Linked DNA regions of Sus scrofa: region 1 is linked to region 2. Evidence: chromatin contacts called from public Hi-C data. All regions are on one chromosome and are shown on one strand. The core of a region is the stretch at or near the end of the contact, and the rest is flanking DNA. Distances in the headings are between cores, read along the strand shown.

The links. Hi-C and Micro-C count contacts between places; a contact is called where the count stands out from the background.
Region 1: a contact with region 2 is called in a Hi-C map of liver, with 6 times the contacts expected there. The contact joins two enhancer-like sites. A contact is called at or near these places in 1 of 5 promoter capture datasets (liver) and 2 of 47 Hi-C or Micro-C datasets (both in liver).

The regions. Positions count from the first base shown.
Region 1 is chr15:130,060,044-130,063,049 of Sscrofa11.1, reverse strand. No RefSeq gene overlaps it. Among named protein-coding and RNA genes, the nearest start is that of PID1, 150 kb to the left of the region's middle. Within about 2 kb of position 1,674, at least 5 of the 83 cell types and tissues checked have an H3K27ac peak or open chromatin away from gene starts, as enhancers often do. A contact at or near this core is called in liver, where this site is marked.
Region 2 is chr15:129,956,238-129,959,150 of Sscrofa11.1, reverse strand. It overlaps LOC106506390 (a long non-coding RNA gene), which reads left to right. Exons shown (of 6, transcript XR_002339119.1): 6 at 1-421. Among named protein-coding and RNA genes, the nearest start is that of PID1, 260 kb to the left of the region's middle. Within about 2 kb of position 1,325, at least 1 of the 83 cell types and tissues checked has an H3K27ac peak or open chromatin away from gene starts, as enhancers often do. A contact at or near this core is called in liver, where this site is marked.

The DNA.
Region 1 (3,006 bases), core at 425-2,924, 100 kb before region 2:
TGCTTTAGAAATGACTTCTTCTTAGGGTTAGTTTCATTCTTCTTTTGCTTCTTTTTCTTCAGTTTGATTTTCCCATTTTCCCTAAACTCTTTTATCTCAGCTTTGACATGCTGTTCTATAGAGGCAATAGCTTGTTTTTCTTTGTTTTAATTTCATGATAACATGTTTAGTTTTAATATTAATCTACTGCTTAGCAACATACTTCTAGTGAGTCTATATTCATCTGCAATTTTTTTTTGTGTTGCTTTTTATATTGGTCAGCCTAAATTGTCATAATAAAATACCACAGACTGGGTGGCTTAAACAACAGAAAAGTATTTTCTCACAGTTCTGGAGGCTGGGAATCTGAGATGAGGGTGCTAATGTGGTCAAGTTCTGGTAAGAGCTCCCTGCATGGCTTGCAGACAGCTATGTCTCACTGTGTCCTCACATGGCAAAGAAAGAGACAGAGACAGAGAGATGGCTTTCTGGTGTCTTTTCTTATAAGGGCACTGATCCTGTCATGAAGGCTCCACCCTCCTCTAAAACTAATTGCCTACCAAAGGACCCATCTTCAAATACCATCACTTTGGGGAATAGGGCTTCAGCATCTCAGTTTGAAAGGACCTAAACATTTATTTCATAACATGTTCTTTTGCAATATCTTTGTATATATACTGTACCCGCTCATTTTTAGCTTCACAGGAAGTATAATGTATCTCAGTATTTCTCAAAGTGTAATTTGTGGAGTCTTGGTGGTCCATGAAAACATTTTTAAGGTTTGTTTCAAGGTCCAAACTATTTTGATAACAATGCTAAAACATTTGTGTTTTTTTTTTTCTTCATTATTTGACATTTGCACCACTGGTGTGAAGAAATGGTGGCTGAAACTCTTGGTTCTTAGCATAAATTAAGGCAACAGCACCAAAATGTAGTGGTAGTCACTGTAGTTTTCACAGTGATAAATTCACAGTTTAAAGAAATTCCCAGTTTTAGGAGTTTCCATTGTGGCTCGGTGGTTAAGAACTGGACTAGTGTCCATGAGGATGTGGGTTCAATCCTTGGCCTCACTCAGTGGGTTAAGGATCTGGCATTGCCAAGAGCTGTGGTGTATGCCACAGATGTGGCTTGGATCCTACCTTGCTGTGACTGTGGTGTAGGCCAGCACCTACCGTTCCTATTGGACCCATAGTCCAGGAAATTCCGTGTGCCTTCAGGTGCGGCCTTAAAAAATAAAAATAATTCTCAGTTTTAGTTTTCTGTGAGAGTATTTTCAACAAAGCAGAGATCATTGCTAATTCTATTAAATCTTGCCCTTTCAGTACATGTCTTTAAAATATTTTGCGCAATGAAATGTGAATTACACATAGAGCACTTGTGCGGAATAGGAAAGTGTGATGGTTGTCTCAAAGCAAACGAGCTCCCTCTTCATGGACTACTGTCTTTACATGAAAGAATAACTGACAGAAAAACCAAGATTATTCAGATTTGAGCACTTGGCAGATATGTCCTTCAAAAATACATCAAGTCAGACTGTCACATCAAGGAAGATAATCCTTGTTGCCAATGGAAAACAAAATCAGACTTTCAAGCTAAAACAAGAAGTTTGGAAAAGCCTTATCACGCCATTCTGAGCTTGACAGCATCCCAGTACTTTTGATGAGTTTAGTAGTGATGTTGACAATGCGATTTCTCAATATTTCACAATAAAATGATTCAATATTTAAAAGAGCTACATTACTCAATGAACCAAATGATCAAAGCTTGATGTTACAAAATCATGCATGAGTAAGAGTCATTCAAAGTGCAAGTTAGACCAAAGGATTTTAATGCAATAGAGTAAGAAAAGTTTATTGTTATGGTTTCATATTCCACAGTGAAACTACCCTTTAAGAAACTACAACTTCTTAAGTTTTGGAATGTTAAAGAAGAATGTTGATAATTATTTGAAAGGGTTTATATTAAAATACTGCTCCCTTTCCAACTACATAATGTGTAAAGCCAGATTTTTTCATATGTGTCAACCGAAGCGACAATGTCTCATCAGAGTAAGTGCAGAAGCAGATACTAAAATCCAGCTTTTTTCTATTAAGCCAGGCATTAAAAATTTTTAAGAATGTAGAACCATGCCACTCTTCTCACTATTTGTTTTCTTTTGGTTTGCAAAATATAGTTATATTGCATTAAAATTCAAGTTAATGTCTAATGGGTTTATTATTGCTAATTTTAAATGAATTACAAAATACCAAGGCTCTTTGTGATCCTCAGTAATTCTTAGAGCATGATGAGGTCCTGACACCAAAACATTGGAGATGAGTGGGTATAGTGGTTCAGAGCATAGACTCTGTGGCCGAGCTGTCTGTGTCCAAATTCTGACCATCTCTTTCTAGTTATATGACCCTGGGCAACTGACTTAAATCCACTAGATTACATAACCTCTTTGTGCTTCAGTTTCTTTATCTGTCAAATGAGGATCATAGGAGTGCCTAACGATAGGATTGTTGTGGGTATTGAATGCATGTAGCATGCCTAGCACCTAGTATAAGCCACGTATGTTACTGTGAGATTCCTAATACTAATAATCACAAAATTTGACCCAATTATTCTTGAACAGCTGTCTCTTGAAATTTAATTAATAAAGGAGCAAAGCCCTTGCCATAAGCTATTGAGAACTCTCCTCTTTGTTCAAAGTTATGTATTTGAGTTATTGTAGCCTTTGCACCTTGCCAGCTGAGATGAGCTGATGCAGAACTTGTCATCAGTGAAGGCCTGTCTCTCCTCCACCTTCCTCCTTGGTTGATGGCTTTGGGGTTGTTTGATTTACAAGTGATTCTTCCTTCATGTCTCCTTTCCTGCTTCTCAAAAGTTCGTGCCATGAGGATCCTCACCCAGCCACACCTCTTTGTCCTCTTTGATCTGCACTGAATCTGGCCACACTTCTCATAATAGGTTTCAGAGTTACCAATTTTATCTAGCTTCATCAAGGATGGATTTTGAATTTTCACATTATCACTCATTCTCTCATTT
Region 2 (2,913 bases), core at 76-2,575:
ACATCCTGTCTTTTTAAAAAGAGATGACTTTTTCTCTGACTGCCAAGCACACAGAGAAGGCTCTCTTCTCTGAATTCTTCAATTCCTTCTTTCCTTTCTTCTGTGGCGGTATGTGTGGGAATCAAAACGTGTTTGGAGACAGACTGCATGCATTTTAAGGATAAGTTCTGTAATTTCCCAACTGGGTAACCTTGAAGACTAGACTCTCAGTGTCCCAACCTACAGTAAGGGACAATTATCCTACATGTTTTTAATTATAATAATAAGAAAATTTACCTTATAGGATTTTTATTAACTTAATTAAATTAACAAATGTTGCTAGATAGTGAGCATTATGTAAGTGCTAATATTATTTACAAATATGTATTTTTCAACAGTGATGCATTTGGCACTTATATATACCATACTAAACTCAGTATATATGTGTATATAAGTATGTGTATATAATTGTGTTTATATATATATATATAAATAACTGAATCACTTTACTGTACACCTGAAACTAACCCAACATTGTGAATCAACTATACTTCAATAAAATAAAAGTTTTTTTAAAATAAAATAAAGAGCCCCCTTTGATGAGCATTAGCAAATTTACTCTTCCATAAAACACCACCACAATGAAGATAACAAATATTTCCACCACTCTTAAAGGTTTCCTTGAGCCTTTTTTCAATCCTTCTTTCATCAATATTTCTAGGCAATGACTGATATTCTGTTCCTATGGATTAGTTTGCATTTTCTAGAATTTATATAAGTAGAATTATACCATTCTCTCTGGGTCTTGTTTCCTATTTAGCATGGTCATTTTGAGATCCATCCAAATTATTGCATGCGTCAGTAGTTTGCCCTTTATTACTTATAATTATTCCATTGTGTGGATATACCACAATTTGTTTACTCATTGAACTGTTGATGGAATATTGGATTTTTTCCAGCATTTGGATATTACTAATTTAGCTGTTTTAGACATCCATATACAGCTCTTTCTGTGGTTGCTTTCATATCTACTAGAGTGAAAACTCCTGGGTTATAGGGTAAGTAGATATTTAACTTTTCATGAAAAAGACAAACTGTCTTTAAGCGCCCTTGTGCCTTATTTCCCTTCTTTATATACCTTACAATATTTGGTGAATAGATTTTGAAGGAATTCTAGGTATAAGTGGAAGCATGCTTTTGTGGTATTTGAGGACAAAGGAAACTTTCCAGTTTTCCCTCATCTGTTGGGTCAAATTTCAAATAAATCATGAGACTCTCTGTACGTGCAAGTTACTGGCCCTTCCCATCCGTAATTAGAGCCTATGTCCTTTGGTCAGTGTCTGGTACATGAATAAATATTTGAATAAGTGAAGTTTGAGTAAGTATTTATTTTGAGGACAACCTGCATGTTGCCATGTGAAATTGTTCCTGACAAATGAATAGACTTGGAACTTACTTTTTTTAAAAAAAATATTGGAATATAGTTGACTTGCAAAACTGTGTTAATTTCAGATGTACAGCAAAGTAAATCAGTTATATATATATATACACACACACACACACATATATATATATATATATATCCATTCCTTTCCAGATTCTTTTGCCATATAGTTCATTAGACAGTATTGAGTAAATTTCCCTGTGCCATTTGGTAGATCCTTGTTACCCGTCTATTTATTATATAGTAATGTGTGTATATATGAATGCCAAACCCCTATTTTATCCCTCCCCCCACCATATTTCCCCTTTGATAACCATACATTTGGTTTTGAATCTTTGAGTCTGTTTCTGTTTTTTTTTAATTGTGTGGTATCATTGGAACTTGCTTTTTGAAAAACGGATTTTAAAATGATGAATTTATATGTCCTCTCTTGAAAAATAGCAGTGACACGTAGGCAACTGTGATTCTTATTTTATATGCTGTTCTTCTGTGTTCTATTGGGTTGTTTGTGTCATAAACAGATGTGTCTTAAACTCCATGGTAGAAAACAATTTCTTATAATTCTTTTGAAGGTTGTTATTCTTTTTTTTTTTTTTTTTTTTTTTTTTGCATAAGCTGGGAGTTTATTTTTCTTGCCAGAGGATTACCTAATTATGTTTGCAAAGGAACATATTGGTGGGGGTCTTTTTTTTTCCTTATTTGAAATGACTTTTTTTTCCCATTATAGCTGCTTTACAGTGTTCTGTCAATTTTATACTGTACAGCAGAGACCCAGTCACACATACATATATACATTCTTTTTTCTTACATTATCATGCTCTATCATAAGTGACTAGATGTAGTTCCCAGTGCTATACAGCAAGATCTCATTGCTTATCCATTCCAAAGACGATAGTCTGCATCTATTAACCCCAAATTCCAAGTACATTGAACTCCCCCCCTCTTGGAAACCACAAGTCTGTCCTCCATGTCCATGATTTTCTTTTCTGTGAAAGGTTCATTTGTGATGTATATTAGATTCCAGGTATAAGTGGTATCATATGGTATTTGTCGTTCTCTTTCTGACTTACTTTACTTAGTATGAGCATCTCTAGTTCCATCCATGTTGCTGCAAATGGCATTATTTTGTTCTTTTTTATGGCTGAGTAGCATTCCATTGTGTATATATACCACATATTCTTAATCCAATCATCTGCTGATGGACATTTAGGTTGTTTCCATGTCTTTGCTACTGTGAATAGTGCTGCAATGAACATACAAGTGCATGTGTCTTTTTCAAGGAAAGTTTTGTCTGGATATATGCCCAAGAGTTGGATTGCTGGGTCACATGATAGTTCTATACATAGTTTTCTAAGGTGCCTCCATACTGTTTGCCATAGTGGTTGTACCAGCTTACATTCCCATCAAAAGTACAGGAGAGTTCCCTTTTCTCCACACCCTCTCCAGCATTTGTTATTTGTGGACTTACTACTGACGGCCATTCTGACTGG